Regions from separate parts of the Zea mays genome. Here region 1 is linked to region 2. Evidence: chromatin contacts called from public Hi-C data. All regions are on one chromosome and are shown on one strand. Each heading gives the region's core, a stretch centred on a gene start, on an enhancer-like site or on the middle of the called end of the contact. The rest is flanking DNA. Distances are from core to core; before and after follow the strand shown. Region 1 holds the start of LOC100217120 (disease resistance analog PIC11). Region 2 holds the start of LOC103626401 (disease resistance protein RPM1).

Evidence for each region. Hi-C and Micro-C count contacts between places; a contact is called where the count stands out from the background.
Region 1: a contact with region 2 is called in a Hi-C map of leaf, with 4 times the contacts expected there. The contact joins the promoter of LOC100217120 here to the promoter of LOC103626401 in region 2. A contact is called at or near these places in 3 of 25 Hi-C or Micro-C datasets (ear and leaf).

What each region holds. Positions count from the first base shown.
Region 1 is chr5:57,606,374-57,610,703 of Zm-B73-REFERENCE-NAM-5.0, forward strand. LOC100217120 (disease resistance analog PIC11) reads right to left here and starts at 2,915. Exons shown (of 3, transcript NM_001359620.1): 1 at 2,429-2,915; 2 at 1-2,326. The coding sequence starts at 2,265. It overlaps LOC100279372 (putative SERRATE-related C2H2 zinc-finger family protein), which reads right to left. Exons shown (of 12, transcript NM_001152388.1): 11 at 4,309-4,330; 12 at 3,782-4,128. The coding sequence ends at 4,068.
Region 2 is chr5:57,385,098-57,389,864 of Zm-B73-REFERENCE-NAM-5.0, forward strand. LOC103626401 (disease resistance protein RPM1) reads right to left here and starts at 2,766. Exons shown (of 4, transcript XM_008646806.3): 1 at 2,610-2,766.

The DNA of each region.
Region 1 (4,330 bases), core at 1,665-4,164, 220 kb after region 2:
TAAGGGCCTCAGCATTCTCAAATCAAGAATCTCATCCATATCAGATGCAAAAATAATCAGGACACTCAGGTTAGGCATTTTTGTCAGGGAGTTCCATAGCTCTGCGATATAGCTTTGCCGCACATTCATTATAGTCAAGCTTCTCATAAGAGTCAAATTTCCCAACTGTGAAACCAAATCTTCATTAGCTGAAACCGTATGTAAAGATTGAAGATTCTTTAGGCCACAAATGTTGCCAGGAATTTTTGTAGCACTGAAGCAATTCAGTGATCTTTCTTGAAGATCATGGACCGCAGCAACATGTAAATGGCGTAAATTAGTTAGCGTAGTTATTTCAAATGGCAACTCCTCCACGCAGGTGAACCTCAGATCTAAAACTTGAAGGTGCATGAGTTTTCTGAATGATGCCGGTATCTGCTTGACTTTTGTGTACGAAATATCCAGATAACGCAAGTTATACAGTTCTGTGACCCCGCACGGCATTTGTTCAATATTAGTAAATCTTAGGCCTAAGACCCTCAGCAGTCTGAAACGTGATGAGACATCATTTATCCAGGAAGACGGTACTAAATTGTCAAATAAAATGAATGATCGAAGATGTGAATTTGCTAAAGAGTTTTGAGAATCTGCACTTTTTTGGATGCACAAGCGGCGCGCATCATGGGAAACTTGGGTTGTACCAACATGGCCATGTATCACCGCGAACTTTTCCTTTTCAGCGGTTATTGAGGTCACTTCCCGCACAAGATCATGCATAACAAACGTTCTTGGCCTTCCGCTTGCATTTCTTTCTATGACCTGAAGAAGAGAACGGTGAGTTAGCTCTGCAAGGTAATGCTCAGCAACTTCCTCCATTGTTGTCCCATCCCCTCTCTCATCCACAAGACCTTCCGCAATCCATAACTTGGCTATCTGTTTTCTTTTAATAAAGTGATCTTCAGGAAATAGGCTGCAGTATAGAAAGCAGCTCCTCAGATGACTTGGGAGATCATCCAAGCTCAGATTCAAGACAGTAGAGATCCAGCTTAGCTCTGAATTGTTAGCTAACTGCCAATTAAGTTGGTTGTAGAAAAATGCCCACTCCCATTCATCTAATCCATGGCATGATAGAATCCTTCCGATGGCTATGATAGCCAATGGCAATCCTTGACACTTATCAACGACTTTCTCCACCAAAGACGTGAGATTCTTAGGGCATATGTTGCCCTCCAATGCAAAAAATGCTTTTTTGCAGAAGAGTTCCCATGATTCAGCATAGTTAAGAGTTTTAAGTTCAATTACATGACTGTGAACTGCCAAAGAATACACATCTTTTCTCCGGGTTGTTATCAGCACTTTACTTCCACAATTGTTTCTGGCAAATGCATAGTTCAGAAACAACCAAGCATCTTTATCCCATACATCATCCAAGACAATAAAATATTTTTTGTCCCGCAAATAGTTCTGTATCATCTCAACTAATCTCATGCGACTCATGGTCATGAAGCCACTTGCCAAACTTGCTCTCTGCTCTATTAACTGGTTCATGATTTCTCTCAGAAGCTCTTCAGCTTGGTAAGTCTGAGATACCGTGACCCATGCATGGCAATCAAAAGTTCTCCTGATCTTTTGGTTCTTGTAGACACTGCTTGCAACAGTAGTTTTACCTAGACCACCCATACCAAAGATGGCTATCAGAGTTCGGTCCTGATTCTCCTCAAGCAGCCACTGTGTCAGTCTCTCGATTTCCTCGCCATGCCCTACTATTTCAGAATCATCAGTTAGGTAAGCAAAATCTGACGCAGAGAACTGATTGGATTGCTGTAACTTGCTACCCCTGTCTTGTTCGCCTACCGAAATCCCATACCGGCTCCTCATTTCGGACAGCCTCCGGACCCGAGCTTCCACTTGACTGATCCGGATCGGTAGCTTCTGCCACGCTGCAAAGTTCTTCACCTGATGGAACTTTCTCTTGAAGAAGCTGCTTGCATCCATGGCTTGCGTGGTAAGGTAAGCATACTCGTCAACGATATCTTCTACCTCATGGGCGACATCTCTAACCTGGTCCAACCATGCGCCGAACGCCTTGTCACCGGCCTTCTGCGCCCGGACCTGCCCGATAAAGGCCTGCAGGACCAAGAGCTCGCCCTCGGTTTGTCGCATGCCATGCTCAAAATCTGTCAAGATGGGCGCTGCCTCGACCACGTCCGTGCCAATCTTCACCAGCGCGCCTTCTCCCAGGGAAAGGGCAACTTTCCTGAGAACAACAAACAGCGCGTCTGCCATATTCGCTGACTTCTCCTTACTGCTGTATGGTATATTTCCAACCAAGAATCAAGAGATAACCCTGCAACAGTTTGAAGCACACAAACGGTAGATTAGTCGAAACATCACATGGATTTTTGCTGGAAACGGAAGTAAGATGAGGTAACATGAGATGGTAACTAACAAGAAAAACAGCCGCCGCGCGCGCTGTCCGACTAGCAACAGGAGACTTCGGGTTTCATCAGTGTGTGAGGGGAAAGAACGAGGTTCAATAGCTAACACCAGCAGCCGAATTCATCAGGAAAACAACAAGGACGCTGGATCAACTGCCCAGGATTTGGCATTGCCCGATGCCTATAGGATGCTCGACGAATTGGTCACATGACAGATGGCAGCGTACAAGAAGGCACATAAGCTCCTGGCCTCCTGCTGCTCCTACGGGTTGATAACACTAATCGCAAGCGCGCGAGACATGAGGGGCAATCTATCTACAATATCTGCCTGTACGGTTGGTATCATAGCTCGGGGAGGGGGCGGGGGCTTGGAGAAACAAGGAAAGAAAGCGTGCGGACTTAGCTAGCCAGACGAGAACCAATGGAGAAAAAGCCGGCAAATAAATAAGACCAAGGCAATAGATAGTTAAGAAGGCCAAATAACAGTCTTTCAAATAATAGCATTACAAATATACTTTTAGGGATGTAAATAGTAGAGATATTATTCTTTGGTATTCAAATTCGATCCATTTAAAAAAGGCCGATCGATACTTTGTATCCACTCTTTATCATTCGTATTCTTAAAGTTGCCTATTTAAGATGTTATTCATTTAAATTTTATCTCAACTTAATAATATTTATATCCGATCCGAATTCAAAAAGAAATATAAAAACAAATATGAAACAAGTATTATCCGTCTACGTCTGATCTGATTACACCCCTTATATTTTGGATTTGATCGTAGCATCACTTGATTTTTTTTGTTTCTAAATATACATCTAGTTTTAGATAAAAATGATTTAAATAGAAATAAATATAAAACAACAACCATTCACGTATTAGAAATGAATAAGAAAAACAACTAACCACGTATTTAAACTTTGATTTATTCTTCCAAAGAATTTCGACTCATAGTTTATACTTGTTGAGTTTTGACTTTAGCATACGCTTACTGAATTAGCTTTGAGTAGAAATAAATAAATGTAAAGCAATAATTGTCCACGTATCTAAACTTTAGTTAGAAATGAATGAAAAAACAACACTTGTTGAGTTTTAACTTTAGCCTACACTTAATTGGAAGACTGTTGTTGTTGTCACATGCTTTTTCTTTCTACATTTTTTACAACAAACAAATCATGCACGTTCATGGGTACTACACACTTTCGCTACACTGCCAATACCTGAGTCCAGATATTGCGAGTTGATAAGAATTTTGACCTTATTGTTTGTAAACCGTTCAACACCCAGTACCAAGTCTTCGTTCTGACTTCTGACGAAGTCACGGATTGCAGCAAATGTTCAAGGGGCATTGCAGACTGCAACAAGGTGGCGAAGTACGTATCTCTCACTACAACCACCCCACCCAGGTTCCAAACAGACGCCTATTTATTACAGCACTGTGTCAAAAAAAAGTTGGACAAGAACTGTAGCAACCGCAGTGCATCCACAGAGTATTCAAGTTACAACAGAATCTAACAGACTACAGGTGACCCAAAAATTGGTTTAATTGAACATAACCTTCCATCTTTTGCCTTCATAAAGAGAAAAAAGCCCAATTCACCAATGGGGGAACGGGAAACTTGACTACGGGTATCTGGAGGTGCTGGACCCTACAAGCTTCTGTAGTCAAGGACAGTGACTTCCTCATCAGGAGCATCGAGGTCGTTATAACTGCAACCAAAGCCAGGTATGAGTTGCATTTTGTTGCCAAAAAAAATCCCACTAAAAACTACAGCGACATTTTTTAAAGTTCATCCAAAAAAGAATAATTAGCCTTCGCAGCAACAAAATTGCATGAACATCAGAGCACCCAAACATGAGGAAAACAAGATTCTGAAACTGGGGGTAAACCTTCTCAGGCGGCGAGGATCAT
Region 2 (4,767 bases), core at 1,516-4,015:
CTCGGCATCAGCTACTTCCTCTACGGCTATCTCGACATTATCGACACAAAGGGCTATCATCTGCATGGGCTACTCCAGTCGCAGCATTCACATCGATGTTCCGATTGTAGGGGGATATCTCCATTGTTCTCCAGTCTGTCTGTTCGTGTTGCTAACGCTACGAATGCGGGGGGGTGATGTTAGAGTATATTAGGCAACTCCTGATGTGGTTGGTTTAGGATTGATTGTAATCCTAGGATAACCTTTCTTATATCTAAGATAACATTCCTTATCTTCAGGATAACCTTCTTGCCCTCCAAGTCATGTACTTCTATATATTCTCCCTAGAGGCTCAATGCAATACATCCAACACATTATACGCAATCTCTCCTTCCTACATATTTTATGATTCCACAACACCCAGGCACCTAGCACAATAAGAGAATTGAGACCATATCTGAAAGGACCATGAACAGCTCACTGACTTTTTGCCACCACTACATGAATTTCTATTAGATGGTTGTGGTGCCAAAACTTGCAACCCAAATAGCCTGAGCATGAGGAACCAACATTCCCTGGAGAAGACACAAGTAACAAGTAAATGAACAATTGTCTCCCTTTCATGATCACAAAAAGAGCATCTTTCCGTGTGAGCAGGGCCCCGCTTTTCAAGTCTGACAGTTGTCCAACATTTCTTAAGGGCAGCTAGCAACAAGAAGAAACGACATTTGGGTGGAGCCCAAGTTTTCCAAATCATCTCATATGGCTCGAACTGCACGGGTTCAAGAAAGAGCCCTTAGTCGAATATTTGCCATTAGCAGCCAACCGAAAAATATGTCTGTCCTCTTTATCTAGATGAAGTTCAACCTGAGCAACCATGTCCCAAAGGAGAAGAAAGTCTGCAAGGGCTCTAACCGATAAACTCCCGCTAATGTCGTTTATCCACAGATTATCTCTGATCGCCTCCTGAACTGTCCTCTTGTTAATCATCTTCTTAAGAAAGTCTTCTGCAGCCAAGCCCAACACATTTTCAAAGCCCAACCCGACTCAATGAAGATTTTCTAATTTTATCAATGTCCTTCATAGTTGAAGAAGGCAAATCCACAACCATGGCAATGTAAATCAGCATCCCTGTCATAACAGATTGCACCAAAACACTTCTTCCTGCTTTAGTCAACAGATCATATTTCCATCCTAGAAGTTGGTTAGCTATTTTGTCCACAATGGGTTGTGCTTGCTCCCTCCTTAATTTATGTAGGGAGTGGGGCAAACCAAGATATTTGCAAGGAAAACTAGATAACTCACAAGGCCAAAACTATTGAATCACCTCAAGATTGTCCTCATGACAATTGATGGGATAGACATTGGATTTCTGGTTATTATCGTATAGCCCAGAAGACTCTCCAAAAAGGTGAAGGATGTCTAAAACCATATTGATGTCCTCCGCCACACGATGAATGAAGGGAACCACATCGTCAGCATAAAGAGAAATACGATGTTGCAGCCGCATAGAAGAGGTTGTAACAATCCTTCTTCATCTGCTTTCGAGAAAAGCTGACTAAGCACATCCATGACAAGAATAAAAAGCATCGGAGAAAGAGGGTCTCCTTGTCGTAGACCTCTTTGATGTGAAATGAGGTTCCCCGGATGGCCATTAAGCAACACACGAGTGGAGGACAAAAGCAACACACGAGTGGAGAGGGTCTCTTAAAATTCGTAATTGATTAACTTTAATCGAAAAACTATGAAACTAGTATTGTTTGTTTTCTAAAAGTATTATGTACTTGCTTATGATCTATATATAATTATTTGGAAGTAGTTTATTTCTATTCTTATTTCTTTATTACTTGCAATTGTGCCCATTATTAAAGAAATAGGATCTAAATAAGTTTACATAAGGCAACAACAAATTGACATCATTTTTTGAAAAAAAACTAGAAGTAGTTTCATATTTTTATGATTTAAAATAATATTATTGTGATTTATAGATATCAAATCAGATAGTAAAACACCTTCATAACTAATTAGAGTACCAAATTTGCCCCTGGTTGGACGGTGCCGCCAATCCACTTTTGTAGTTAAGAAGTTCAAAATCGGATTGGATTCGAACCAGGAGTTTGAAAGATGCACTTTACTCTATAAACAATAAGGGGAAGAAAGAAAGAAATTGAGCTGCCGATGGCAGCCAACGAATTTACAATATACGAGCATAGATTTAAAATATATGCACGAATTTGGAAATCCTAGAGGTGTGTAGCGGTGTAGCCAAACCCAGCTATGAAGTAAATTTTCTTGAAAACACAGCTAAAATCAGATTTTCAGGAAACTATGACTAATCCAAAGAGATCTAAAAGATTCCCCAAACAATAATGAAACGGGGGTTCGGTTCCCAAATCCCGCTATGAAGTATCCATGGCGTGGTAGCCATGGATCAGCTATGCAACGCAGGAGATAGGGTGTTGGATGAATCGCAAGTGACGGCAGCGTAACACCGTCCTGCTACGGATTGGTGACAGTAGGGATAAGAATAGGATAACAGCGAGCGCAACAAACTCTCTAGTACTGTCTCCATGTTGTGAACTTGTGATCAAATCGAAGCCTAGGGCAAGAAGCGAAGAAGGTCCGCCTACCTCCGCCGCGAGCAAGACCTCCACGAGGAATCGATGACAACTCGATGATGAGTCTGTCGCTGCTTGAGCCGCCGAGAACCAAGGGGAGACAGACAACAAGTCTGTGGCGAGTTATTTGCTTATTTGCCCTTATCAGACGTGGGCTTCGTTCTAACGGGTTTCGCTCGTATGCCCTTTTCAAACCATAATACACATCTGCTAAAATGCCCTTTCGCAGTTTGTAAAAACAAAAAAAAATTTAAACCATCGAAACTTTCAGTTTGGGCCTGCTCCCCGTACACCTGTCTCCTTGTAGGTCCAAACTGATTGGATTCCGTCAAAATAAAACAGGACCAATATCAGAACCACTCACCTCTTCATCAGGCTCCATCTAACTGAATCTCTTTTCTTACAAAACCGCCAAAAAAAGTTGAAGAAAGAACCGACAAAAGGAGAAGAAAAGAAAACAGGAACTGAGACAAACAAATGGACGAGACCAATGTGTATGCATGGCCGGGGGAGAGGGATGTTAGTGTTAAGAACTACGTTACCACGGATCATCAGATCCGATCACTTCCCTCCCGTCAGCAGATTAGGCGCGAGAAGTTGTAGAAGGCTCGTCTCCCTTCCCATAAGCACGACAGAAAAACACACGAGACACAGGATATAGGGTTGGGCCTCTGGTCTCTTTCTTATCTCCATCATATGAAGGTGTGTATATGTTCCTTATATAGAGATGTGAGACCTTTCAGGTGCAAAATCGGTATTTGCCCATATAACCTTAACTAGGGTTACACTCCCCCTTGGGCGAATACCGCGACCAACACATGCATCTTTAAAACTCCCAAAAACCCAGTGAGAAAAATATGGAGAAATAGTACATGGTGACCCAAATTGCATTTGCACTTTGTTGCCTCATTAAAAACCTTATGTGAGAAACTTCAGAAAAACTCATCAAGAAAAAAGAGTACAGCAAATGTCATCAGGACAAATTTCGATCTTCTGGATCAGGATTCCATCGAATCTTCTACAAGGGCTAAATTTAGAAATGTGTTCTCCCTGATACTTGCAAAACCGTATCAATATGGCACAACATCTTCTTCTGGAAGTTTACGCACATAGAGATTTAGCAAACAGATTGCATACTATTGCAAGGATGATATCAGGAACTTCACCTCTACTCACTTCTAGGATATACGAGGTAAGTGCACATATCAACATAAATAAGCCACTTTGACTGATAGTGTTCGATCGACTAGATCTTTATATTTGATAGAAACTTCCATAAAGGTTCACATATTGATCATCAAGATGATGCTTTCAGGGCATATAATATGACATTTATAGTCTCACGATTGTGATCAATATAAGCATTCGCTCCCCCTGACGATGACATATGTCAAAGTTGTTATCCCTCGTAACTCAAGCATATTCTTCAAGATATATGTATCGTTGTTCATTTGGAATAACGAGAATGGATGAGGTTATGGTGCTATAATTTTCTATCTTACACCGCAATTTATACATAGTTGTGCAAAGCAAGTAACATGTCCTTCTATAGGACTTTAGGGGATAATATAGTTGCAATAGTACATATTCTAAATATGACACATCGCTCCAGGTGTTCATCCATTGCAATATCTATGATGGTATAACAAAAGTCCATCAAATATCGTAATCCATCAGAGATTTTTCATCGATCAGATATATCATTATAGTCTGTCATTCTGGCACAATGGGGATTGTCGGAGAGGAAATCTCCCCGGCCGGGTGGCGGATTGCACCCGCCCTAAATCCTAAAGAGAGGAGGGGCCTAAGCGTTTTGCTTGCTACGAGTCTGGTGGATCAACACACGAGAGCACGCGAGGGTTTAGAGTGGTTCGGGCCGCTGGAGCGTAATACCCTACTCCACTGTGAGATGTATTACTTGTGGGCTTGTATGAGTCGGCGAGTTTGAGATTGCGTCTGCCTTCATAACGTTGCATGCCTCCCCTTTTATAGCTGAAGGGGGCATGCACAAAGGTACTGAGCCCCGACACGTGGGCCCAGGGACATAGAGAATATAACACTTGGGACTATAAATATTTGTTGCCGGGACAATCCTCTTGTGTCCTATCGTCCGAGATCTGTGTATCTTCGGCGTGCAGGGGAAGCTTCTTATAGAAGGGATAACACAGTG